Regions from separate parts of the Mus musculus genome. Here all the other regions are linked to region 3. The links are chromatin contacts, called in public Micro-C and promoter capture Hi-C maps. All regions are on one chromosome and are shown on one strand. Each heading gives the region's core, a stretch centred on a gene start, on an enhancer-like site or on the middle of the called end of the contact. The rest is flanking DNA. Distances are from core to core; before and after follow the strand shown.

What was found. Promoter capture Hi-C pulls out the DNA fragments that hold promoters and counts their contacts. Hi-C and Micro-C count contacts between places; a contact is called where the count stands out from the background.
Region 1: a contact with region 3 is called in a Micro-C map of embryonic stem cells, with 2.7 times the contacts expected there. The contact joins two enhancer-like sites. A contact is called at or near these places in 1 of 15 datasets of contacts at CTCF or cohesin (the NIH/3T3 cell line), 20 of 484 Hi-C or Micro-C datasets (the C2C12 cell line, the HL-1 cell line, bone marrow-derived macrophages and 13 more), 8 of 115 datasets of contacts at active chromatin or transcription factors (bone marrow-derived macrophages, embryonic stem cells, extraembryonic endoderm stem cells and 2 more) and 2 of 9 other capture datasets (adipose tissue and liver).
Region 2: a contact with region 3 is called in a promoter capture Hi-C map of embryonic stem cells, with 4 times the contacts expected there. The contact joins the promoter of Selenoh here to the enhancer-like site in region 3. A contact is called at or near these places in 5 of 39 promoter capture datasets (the C10 cell line, cancer-associated fibroblasts, embryonic stem cells and 1 more), 4 of 15 datasets of contacts at CTCF or cohesin (the G1E-ER4 cell line, the NIH/3T3 cell line, embryonic stem cells and 1 more), 15 of 484 Hi-C or Micro-C datasets (the HL-1 cell line, embryonic stem cells, extraembryonic ectoderm and 7 more), 5 of 115 datasets of contacts at active chromatin or transcription factors (bone marrow-derived macrophages, embryonic stem cells and trophoblast stem cells) and 4 of 9 other capture datasets (adipose tissue, liver, macrophages and 1 more).

Annotation. Positions count from the first base shown.
Region 1 is chr2:84,458,331-84,462,042 of GRCm38.p6, forward strand. All of the region lies in intron 2 of Tfpi (tissue factor pathway inhibitor), which reads right to left. Among named protein-coding and RNA genes, the nearest start is that of Tfpi, 14 kb to the right of the region's middle. Within about 2 kb of position 1,536, at least 28 of the 459 cell types and tissues checked have an H3K27ac peak or open chromatin away from gene starts, as enhancers often do. A contact at or near this core is called in embryonic stem cells, where this site is marked.
Region 2 is chr2:84,668,753-84,672,187 of GRCm38.p6, forward strand. It overlaps Selenoh (selenoprotein H), which reads right to left and starts at 1,956. Exons shown (of 4, transcript NM_001033166.3): 1 at 1,731-1,956; 2 at 1,493-1,638; 3 at 1,235-1,364; 4 at 463-645. The coding sequence starts at 1,834. The coding sequence ends at 1,264. Tmx2 (thioredoxin-related transmembrane protein 2) reads right to left here. Exons shown (of 9, transcript NM_025868.4): 9 at 2,559-3,435. It overlaps Btbd18 (BTB (POZ) domain containing 18), which reads left to right. Exons shown (of 5, transcript NM_001145100.1): 5 at 1-29.
Region 3 is chr2:84,577,937-84,581,148 of GRCm38.p6, forward strand. No RefSeq gene overlaps it. Among named protein-coding and RNA genes, the nearest start is that of Ctnnd1, 71 kb to the right of the region's middle. Within about 2 kb of position 1,500, at least 5 of the 459 cell types and tissues checked have an H3K27ac peak or open chromatin away from gene starts, as enhancers often do. A contact at or near this core is called in embryonic stem cells and induced pluripotent stem cells, where this site is marked.

The DNA.
Region 1 (3,712 bases), core at 286-2,785, 120 kb before region 3:
TAGCATTCAGCAGGAGGCCATCTTGTAGCCTTGAAAACACAAGGTAAACGGAAAATGTTTGAGAGATGGGTAAATGCAGGTTGATATGAGTTGGTACTATCTCTCGTATGTGGAAATAAATAGAAGTACTGGTGGGGAGGGAAGGTCAGAATGATGGCTTGATGCTGTAAATGCAACCTAAAATGAATGAATAAAAAAACTGGTTCGGCAGGCAGCACATACTAGCTGGACTGAGGCCCCTGACATGTATATACAGCAGAGGACTGCCAGGTCTGGCTTCAGTCAGAGATGCCACACATAACCCTTGAGGGACTAGAGGTCCCAGGGAGTGGAGAAGTGGGGGTGGGGGGATCCTCTTTGAGAGGGGACTTCGGGAAAGAGGAAGGAATGGGATGAGGAACTGTCAGAGGCAGACCAGAATGGGGTAACAACTGGACTGTAAAAAATCATTAAAGACCCATGGAAGGAGTTACAGAGACAAAGTTCAGAGCTGAGAAGGAAGGAAGGACCATCCAGAGACTGCCCCACCCGGGGATCCATCCCATAATCAGCCACCAAACCCAGACACCATTACATATGCCAGCAGGATTTTGTTGACAGGACCCTGATATAGCTGTCTCCTGTGAGGCTATGCCACCGCCTGGCAAATACAGAAGTGGATGCTCACAGCCATTTATTGGATGGAACACAGGGCCCCTAATGAAGGAGCTAGAGAAAGTACCCAAGGAACTGAAGGGGTCTGCAACTCTATAGGAGGAACAACGATATGAACTAACTAGTACCCTCCAGAGCTGTGTCTCTAGTTGCATATGTAGCAGAGGATGGCCTAGTAGGCCATCAATGGGAGGAGAGGCCCTTGGTCTTGAGAAGATCATATGCCCCGGTACAGGAAAATGCCAGGGCCAGGAAGCGGGAATGGGTGGGTTGGGGAGCAGGGCAGGAGGGAGGGTATAGGGGACTTTTGGGATAGCATTTGAAATGTAAATGAAGAAAATATCTAATTAGAAAAAGTGTGAAAAATGTAAATAGTAAAAAAATCATTAAAGATTATATATAATATTTTATATGATTTTGTATATGTACACAAAATATTATATATATAATTATATATAATATATTACACACATATATGTATATATAATATATATACTAAAATAATAAAATACCTGCTTATTATACTTGTTATATTAGTATGTTTTTAAAAACTGGTTTGGGTATAAACAGGTTGCACTTTCCATGCCACTCAGCAACTTTGCTTTCTTAGTCAGAACTCTTATTTTCCAATTATTTTGTTGTTCTTGACGTCAACATTCTGAAGGCAGCTCTCAACTTTGTCTCTCTTTCCTCTTGCTTTGGTCCCTCCTTCAGAAGGAAGCATTGTCACAAATCCCCTCCTTGTCTCTTGTGGTATTTGTTTGAGAACTCCCGTTTCCTAACCAGGTTTTCTGCGAGATAAGCACTGAGTAGCTGAACACAATGGACCCCAGCCACTCCCTCCCTGCAGCTCATCAAGTCACCTTTCCCTGGTTTAAGGAGTTGTCCGCCTTTAAGACAGGCAAGTGATGAGCCAGCCCTTTTGCAGCCCGAGGGAAATGGATTCCCGTAGGAAGTGGGACATTTCCTGTTTCAGAAAGATTTAAAGATCTGGATCTTAAAAGGAAAAGAAGTTGAAAAACATGTAGCTTTAAAAAACAAAATACACACACACACACACACACACACACACACACACACACACACACACACACACAAAGACTTCCTCTTTGCACTCAAAGGGGAAAGGAAACGATGCCGGACCGGGAAAGGACCGGGAAACGGGATGTTGAGGCTTCAGAGTCAGCGCAAATGCGTGATCTACAGCTACCCCTTCAAATGCCTGTCTTTGTATCATATACGTTATTGTCTCAATTTTTACTTCTATAACAGAATAACTAAGACTGCATAATTTTTAAGTTATAGAAATTTCTGTCATAATTCTTGATTCCAGAAACTGCCAAATCAGAATACTGACAAATAGAAAATACATAAATATTCTGAGTTCCATGCCAGCCTGGTCTACAGAGTGAGTTCCAGGACAGCTAGGGCTACACAGAGAAACCCTATCTCAAAAAAAAAAAAAAAAAAAAGAAAGAAAGAAAGAAAGAAAAGAAAAAGAAAAAGAAATAAAAAAGGCATGGGTGGACTGAAATACATGAATAGTGAAGTAATGTGTGCCCATTGAAAATGTTACAAATTTATAATTCATACAACATACCTCATGCCATTATGAGAGTCTGATCCACACATGTGATTATAAAGAGTATTTCTACTAAACATCTAGGTTTTAATTTGATTTTTTTCAAATACTTTCGGAGACGCTTTGATTCCATTTGGTTCCACGGGAAGTCCGTTGCAGCTGTGTTTTGAATGTACTGGGAGGTAAGGTTTTTGTCTGCCTGGTTCAGAATGCCGGCTTAGGTAGAATGCCTGCTAAAAACTCAAGAATAGAGACTCTACGTCTACCAAGTTAATCCTATTTAAAGGCTGCAGCTTAAAAAAATCACTTATTTAGTCATCTAGTCTGTGCTTGGTTCCAACGTAGTCAAAACCAGCTTAGATGAATTCGGTCAAAATGTCACTAACCACGTTCCAGACAATGTGGAGCTACCTGGGCCTAGAAGGACTGATTTGTATTAATCTCAGAAACAGCTAGAACCAAGTGACTGAGCACCATCAGGGATCTCTAATCGCTTTATTCTCTGTCTCAGGACAGCCTCTTCCTTTTTTCCCCTCCACACAGCATAGAATATGAGCCTCACCATTCCTGGATTCTGAGCCATTGAAAGAGTTCGGCTACTTTCTTAATACACCAGGTCCAAACAGCCAGTAAATAGCGCTGGCAATTTCAATTTGTAAACACTGGAACCTCTCACTGGAGTTCCTTTAAAATGGGACACAGTGGGGACCTGCATGGATTTCATGAACTGCAAACCTGACTCAAATGATGCTAAAGCTACAAGGGATCTGGCATAAGCAAAGGCAATATCCAAACCATGACTGATCCTTTTTTTATGAGAACGTATGTATCTGTGTCTGTAGTAGCAGGGTGGGGTGAGAGTGGCAGAAGAGGGTGGGGGAGGTCATGAAGCTGGAGTTACAGGGGCTTGTACGCAGCCTGATATGGATGCTGGAAGGCAAACTCTGATCCTCTGAGAAAGCATCAATGGCTCTTAACAGCCTAGTCATCTCTGCGGCCCCAAACAAACATGGCCAGGCTTAAAATAAAAGTATGTGTGTGTTGGCATAGAGGATAAATAGATAGTCCTTAAAAGAATGGGATTCTTATGTAAATCGATGCATTATCAGATACATAGTTTACCAATATGTCCTTGGTTTCTTGCTTGAGGTGAACTGAATGGTTTTGTCCCCCATTAAACCCCCAGGGTGTGCTGCTTTTCCCAGAACAATACAACTAACTTGTTACTAGACTCTCAGAAAAGACTGTGGTAGCAGTTTGAATATCTATCACCCAGATGAATATGTTTGTGACCACACTGATGGCCAGAGGACTCAGAGATCAACATCTTCCTGTGCTTCAGTCGTGAGACTGTTACTGGAATCAGTGACACTGTCTGAGTGTCAGCCATCAGACAACAAGACCCCTATATACGTAGAATACAAGGCCTCATGGAAGCAGACCTTTACAAGCTGCTGAAGACATGGCCACAGTTGA
Region 2 (3,435 bases), core at 706-3,205, 91 kb after region 3:
GATTAAAAGTAGTTGCTTTTAAAAAACAGATTTGCTTTGTGGTTTTGGTTTTCATTTGTTTGGCTGGTTTTTTTGTTGTTTTTTTTGCTTTTCGAGACAGGGTTTCTCTGTGTAGCCCTGGCTGTCCTGGAATTCACTCTAGATCAGGCTGGCCTCGAACTAGAGTGCCTGCCTCTGCCTCCCAAGTGCTGAGATTAAAAGCGTGCGCCACCACGCCCAGCTGTGGTTCTGTTTTAAGCAAGGGTCTCTGGTAGGCCAGATTGGCCCAGTCCCCCTGTGAGACTTCAAAGTGCTGAGATTGCAGGTATACACCACCAAACCTAGCAACATTCTTGTTTTATAAGTGTTTCACCATAGGCCTTACAATTTCCAGACACGAGTTACTTTGCACTCTGAAAAATACAGACCAACAGCCCCACAAAGCTGGTTCTACCCATTCTTTAAGACAAAATTTAAACTTGCTCCTTATTCTCAGATACTTGACCTTTTATTAAACAATTGAAACACTTTTACAATGTCTTGCTGGAGGGCTGCCTCACAACTGAACCATCACTTCTGGTGAGGAAGAAACTATGGCTTCAGGTGCATAGCTTAAGTTTGGCCATGCACCATCATAAATGCTTCAACATCTCCAGGGACTGAAAGCTGCAAACAGAGAAGGGAACATCAGAGTAGGGTTCCATCACAAGGACCAGGAGACAAGCCCATCCCCACCTACAACTCTGGAGCTCATTAACTTCACCTTCCATCAGTGATCAGTCAACATGCATGAAACACGGGACAAAAATAAAATCCATGTAACCAAGAAGTGGGGGTACGAGCGGGATGGGTTGAGGCTATCTTATCTCAGATTACTAACAAAACACAGAAAAGCCAGGTAAAGTGAAGTAACAGCAAAGAGGCTGTCAATACAAGGGAGAAAAACCTTAACTACAAGTAAGCCACACTTTATTGAATTTATTGATTTGCAATAGACTCATAGAATTAAAATAACACCAGAGGTGGAAAACTGAATTAGCAAACAAAACTTGCCTGTGCCCTCAGGCTAAGACTTAACTAACTCAAGAGAGTACAAATGGCTCTTAGATTTGTTTGGGGGTCGGGAGTGTTATCAGCAGGAGTTCTACAATTTAGCTCCTCTTCGAAAATCCCAAATCCCATGAAAAATACACCGAAATGGTAAGGAGACGTTCCCTGTCTATCCCAGTGTGCATGCCCTGGTCACGATGCAAACCTCAACATGAGGACTCTTTCCCAACCTCTTTATGAAAGGTACTTCTTCAATTCTTCAACCACCTCTTGAGGCTCAGGAAATTTGAGCTTTCGTGGAGGGCCCTTCTTAATACCAGTCCAGAGTTCAACACCTGGGAAAGGATGGGATAAAGCCAAATTATGGTGGTACTCATTGGTACCCCCTCCCCTCAGTTATCAGGTGGCCGGGAGTCGCTTCTCGCCCCACCCCCACCCACCCCCCATCGCGGCCTCCACTCACGGCTGTTGTCCGAGCGCAGCAGCGTCACCTCGAAGCTGCCCCTCCGCGGTTTGGACGGGTTCACTTGCACAGGTAGCTCTGGGGCCTCCAGTTGCAGAGCCTGGCTCAAGGCAGCAGCATGGCGGCCGTACACGCGTCAGCTCGTACTACAGACACAAGCGATTGCAAATGGGGTCTCTCTGGTCTCAGCCGCCAGAGCCAACTCTTTCCCGCCCTCCTCGACTCCCCAACCCCTCACCAATGCTCAATGACCACGGTCGCGCCCTCCGCCAGTTTCTCGCGCTTGTCCACCGTCTCCATAGGCGCGGCCCCCGCCTTACGCTTTCTTCCGTGGGGGGCCATGGCACGGATTTCGGGGATGGCGCGTTGGTGGAATAAGGGGCGATGCAACTCCGGAGAGACAAACCAGCAGCCGGGAATCACAGATGCAAAGTTCAAATCTCGCAGCAAAGGGAAATGTGCGGGGGTGGGGGGAAGGACACGTGATCTGAAGGCGGGCCCTTCAAGCCCAACTACGCTATCAAAAGGGAGTCGGCGCGGAAATCCGGATCAAACCAACATTGTACAGCACTGAGGGGGTCTGTCTTGGGCGGAGACGGAGGAGTCTTGAAAGCCTCCTTTGGCTGGGGGTTTTCGGTATCTATACCTCCTACCCAAGGATCCCCAGACCAATCTCAGGGAAGTCTACTCCACATTTCCAGGGCGTTTGTACATAGACTACAGAATTCTAATTCGCACCGACATTGTTACTCCACATCTCCATGCGGTGAAACAAAAACGGACCGGTTAAGTGTATTTGAACCCGAGCCATTTACAATCCAGACGCTGTAGCTGGTGCCTATCTTCTCAGACACCCAGGTGAAATCAAGAGGATGGTGAGTTAGGGTTCATTTCTCCAACTGATCAAGGCCCTCATCCACAACCTTAAAAAGGAAGTTGAGGTCTAGAGGTGTTTGGCTTTTAGAGTCCCTGGGTTTGATATTCAATTTTAGGATTAAAAAAACAAACAAACAAACAAAAAAAGCAGTCCCCCGGCAGCTGCCCACTAGTAAAGGAAAAACAGCAAGGCAATCAAAAGAACAGTCCCTTTATTAGGGGAAGCGGTGGGATAGGAGGAGAGAACAGCTGTCCAGCCGTGGGGCTTTCTTCTTCAGGCCCCACCACACAAAGGAACCTCTCAGGTTTATATTGCCCTTCTCAGTTCCCACAACACAGGGTGGCCATTCAATTCTATTTCCAATGATGAAAATCATGGTTGAAGGCTTTTAATTGGGAACAGTGACCTTAAATGATAACACATACAAGCCTTTTATGTGTTCCTCCGTCACGTGTTTGTGCACTACATGCATACAGTGCCAGCCAAGGTCAAGGGCGGATGTTGGAGCCCCTGAGACTAGAGTTACAGGTGGTTTAGCCTCTATGTGCTGCTAGGAATCAAACCTGGGTCCTCTGGAAGAACAGCCAATTCTCTTAGCCACTGAGTCATCTCTCCAACCCCTTAAATTCCTTTCTCTTTACGATTTACTTACTATATATAGTATTCTGCCTGCATGCCAGAAGAGGGCATCAGATCCCATTATGAACCATCATGTGGTTGCTGGGAATTGAACTCAGGATCTCTGGAAAAGCAGCCACCAGTGCTCTTTCTTAATCGATGGGCCATTTCTCCAGCCCCAAACTTAAATTTCTTAATGCACAGATCAAGACAGAAAGGCCTAAAGGAAGAAGGGGTCCTTGAGGAAAAATTCTAAGGGCTTTATACTGACATCTAACATTAGGGTTTAATTTAGTCTATGCTTTGCAAGCTCACTAGGAGGAATAATTAAACCACAGACTGGTAATATCCAAGTGTTGAATAGCAATTTACACATTGACCCAACCTTGGAGGGAAACCATTTCTACCTCTATCGATAAGATCACTCCCTTCGAGAAACAGCTGACCA
Region 3 (3,212 bases), core at 250-2,749:
CACTCAGGAAAGTGAAGAGCCCTGTGGTGGTGTGGCCTTCCCAAGCTCCCCTTACCTGGAAAGTGAAGGCAGGAGGACCAGAGCATAGCAAACTCAAAGTCAGCCTGCCTGTCTCCAAAAGGGAAAAAGAAAAAAGAAAGAAATCACAAAACACAAAAAGTAATAGTTCTATTAAACAGGTAGTACAATAAAAGGATTTTTTTTTCTCAAAAAAATTCCAAAAGTTTAAAAATTAGCATCAAAATTAATTTTGATACTTCTTGTAAAAAAAAAAAAAAGAATAATTAGGACCAACGAGATGACTCAATAGGTAAAGGCAACTGCTATCAAGCCTAATTACCAAAATGCAATGACTTCCAAAAGTCCTCCTCTGATCTACACACATACACCCACTCCCACTCAAAATAGAGAAATAAATATAATACATAATTATAAAAATCCTTCCCATGACCTTTGTAGGCACATTTCTCCCTTTTAAGATCTGCTGAGGATCAAATCCAGGGCCTTGTGAATGTTAGGAAAGCACTCTGCCATTAAGTCATGACCCTACATTTTAATTTTTATGTGTATGTATATGTTCCAGACTACGTGTATGTATGTAGGTATGTATATATACCTATGGAGGTCAGAAGTTATCAGATCCCCTGAAACTAGAGTTACAAATGGTTGTGAGCTAGCTGCCTGTGGGTGCTGGGACTGAACCCATGATGTTTAGACATTGGTTTGCCTTGCCACTCTATGCCGATCTCTGATGGACTTTGCTGATTCACAGATGATGTTGCGGGCATTGGTTCAGCTCACTTTCTTCGCTGATCCCTGTTTGCTGTGACTTTATAGAGAGAAGTGCACCAAAGAACTTCTCGTGATATTCTGGCAGCTCCTTGCTACTTCTTCAGACTCCAGCCTATTGGCAGAGCCTCGGCGACTTCTTCTGGATTGAACTGCCGTTGCCGATTCACGGTGGTTTGAAGTGGATCGAGCTGCGGCTGCTGATTTGTGTGGACTGAACTGCTGATGCCCTGACAACACAGACTGGAATCGCCCTAAAGAACTATTGCTAACCACGCCCACATCCCCCTTTGCCCTATTAGCCTTTCCTTTCTACTACTTCCCGTGGTTGGTGAGCTAGAAGGGAGGTTAAAGAATTTAAGAACCCTCAATAGAGTAGATATGGAGAAATCTTAACCTACACCACTCACACCCTCTCTTGCCCATTACTTTCTCCCTGTCACCCTTCTCCTCACAGATCGCTCATGTTCACGCCTATTTGTTTTATTTGTGACCCACTGAGATTAAACTGTGTGACCATGGGTTTGGAGTTATCTGTTTGAGTCTGGTGGGCTCAACAGAGTGTGCAAAATTTAATACAGTGATTTCTGTCCCAGAATCCATCAGATCAGAAATAAAGGGCAGCGCCCTGTGAGTCCCATCATCCCTTTCCATGACTGACTGCCCTGATCTCAAGGTTCCCACCAATGGTGTCTACTAAAGTGTCCCCAATGACACACGCCCTAACCCTTCTCAAACAGTTCCACCAATTAGAGCTCAGGCATTCAAATGTATGAGCTATTCTCATTCAAAGCACCTCAGGAGGTAATTTGAGACATTTCAGATATCTCCCCAGGGGAACAATATTCTAATGGTGGTATCTGGCCCCTTTTCTCTTGCAAATAGTACCTCCCTGCCTGTGCCTTCCAAGGTCACATTGGTAAGGGAAATAGCCAAGACCATGAAAAATCTATCCTAAACTGGCTCATATCACTTTATCCCATATCTGGCCAAAAGCCAGGCTTGCAGCTTTGACATTACAATAAAAGTGACTAGAAGATATCAGCTTCCCTTTTACCCAGAGAAAAGGGAAAAATGAAATTTAGTTAACACTTAGCTTTGTCTGTCACTGGCCAATCTACCAATTGTCACTGGCCATCTATAAAGAGTAGTAAGAGACCAATGAAGGGACAGAGAGATGGCTCAGTAGGTAAGAGTACTTGCGATACACAAGTTGTAAACTGCCCATGTAGGTGCTGAGAATTGAACCTGGGTCCTCTAGAGAAACAGGCAGTGTTCCTAACCATTGAGAGCTATTTCTCCAGCCCCTGTAGGACATTTTCTTAATCTGTGATTGACGGGGAAGGGCCCAGCCCACTGTGATAGTGCCAGGTGGTCCTGGGTTCGATAAGAAATTAGACTGAAATTAACCATGAAATTAACCATGGAAAACAAGCCAGTAAGCAACACCCCTCCATGGCCACTGCATCAGCTCCTGCCTCCAGGTTCAAGCCTTGTTTGAGTTCTGGTCCTGACTTCTTCTAGGTATGGACTACAATGTAGAAGTGTAAGTCAAATAAACCCTTTCCTCCCTAACTTGTTTTTGGTCATAGTGCTTCATCATTTCAAAAGTAACCCAAACTAGGAGAGTAAAAGACCCCATCTCAAAGGAATAAGGCAGAGAGCATTTAGTAAAGCAGGATACCCAACATCCTCCCCAGACTTCTGCATTCACACACACACACACACACACACACACACACACACACACACACACACACACGGTGGGGCAGGATGGAAAGAGAGAGAGCACCAGTGGAGTAAGTCGGGGGCGGGGGGGGGGGGGAAGTACTAAAAGCCAGACAGTGGAATGCATCCTTTAGTCCCAGCACTTAGGCGGCTGAGGCAAAGAATCAAAAATTTGAGACCAACCTGGGCAACATAATAAGACCCTGTCTCAAACAAACAAAATACACAATGATTCTTGGGGGAAATTTTTCTAAAGTAAAATACCTGGTATTTTACCTTTACACTTAAATGTTTGTTTGTTTTGGTAAAGTAAAAAAGAAGAAAGAAGGGAAGAAAATTCAATCGAGAGAGCTGAAAGATACAGAGACATGAAGAGAGACAGAAAGACAGAGAATAAGCTGAAGACGGATGAAACTCAGTGACGGGGTGTTCCCCTAGCATGTACGAGACCCACACCACACACACACACACACACACACACACACTAGGCTTCAAACACAGTACAAAGGTTTAATTTGATTTTATATTTGAATGCAACATAATATATTTTGTATATGTGGATATTTATGCTCCTACAACACTTTAAATATCGACATTTATTTTCTGGTATAACCTTACAACTAAAAATATTTGTTTCTTCGGTTTACTTGAAATATTTGGTAGAAAAAAATTATTTTAACATTGCAAAACTGTCT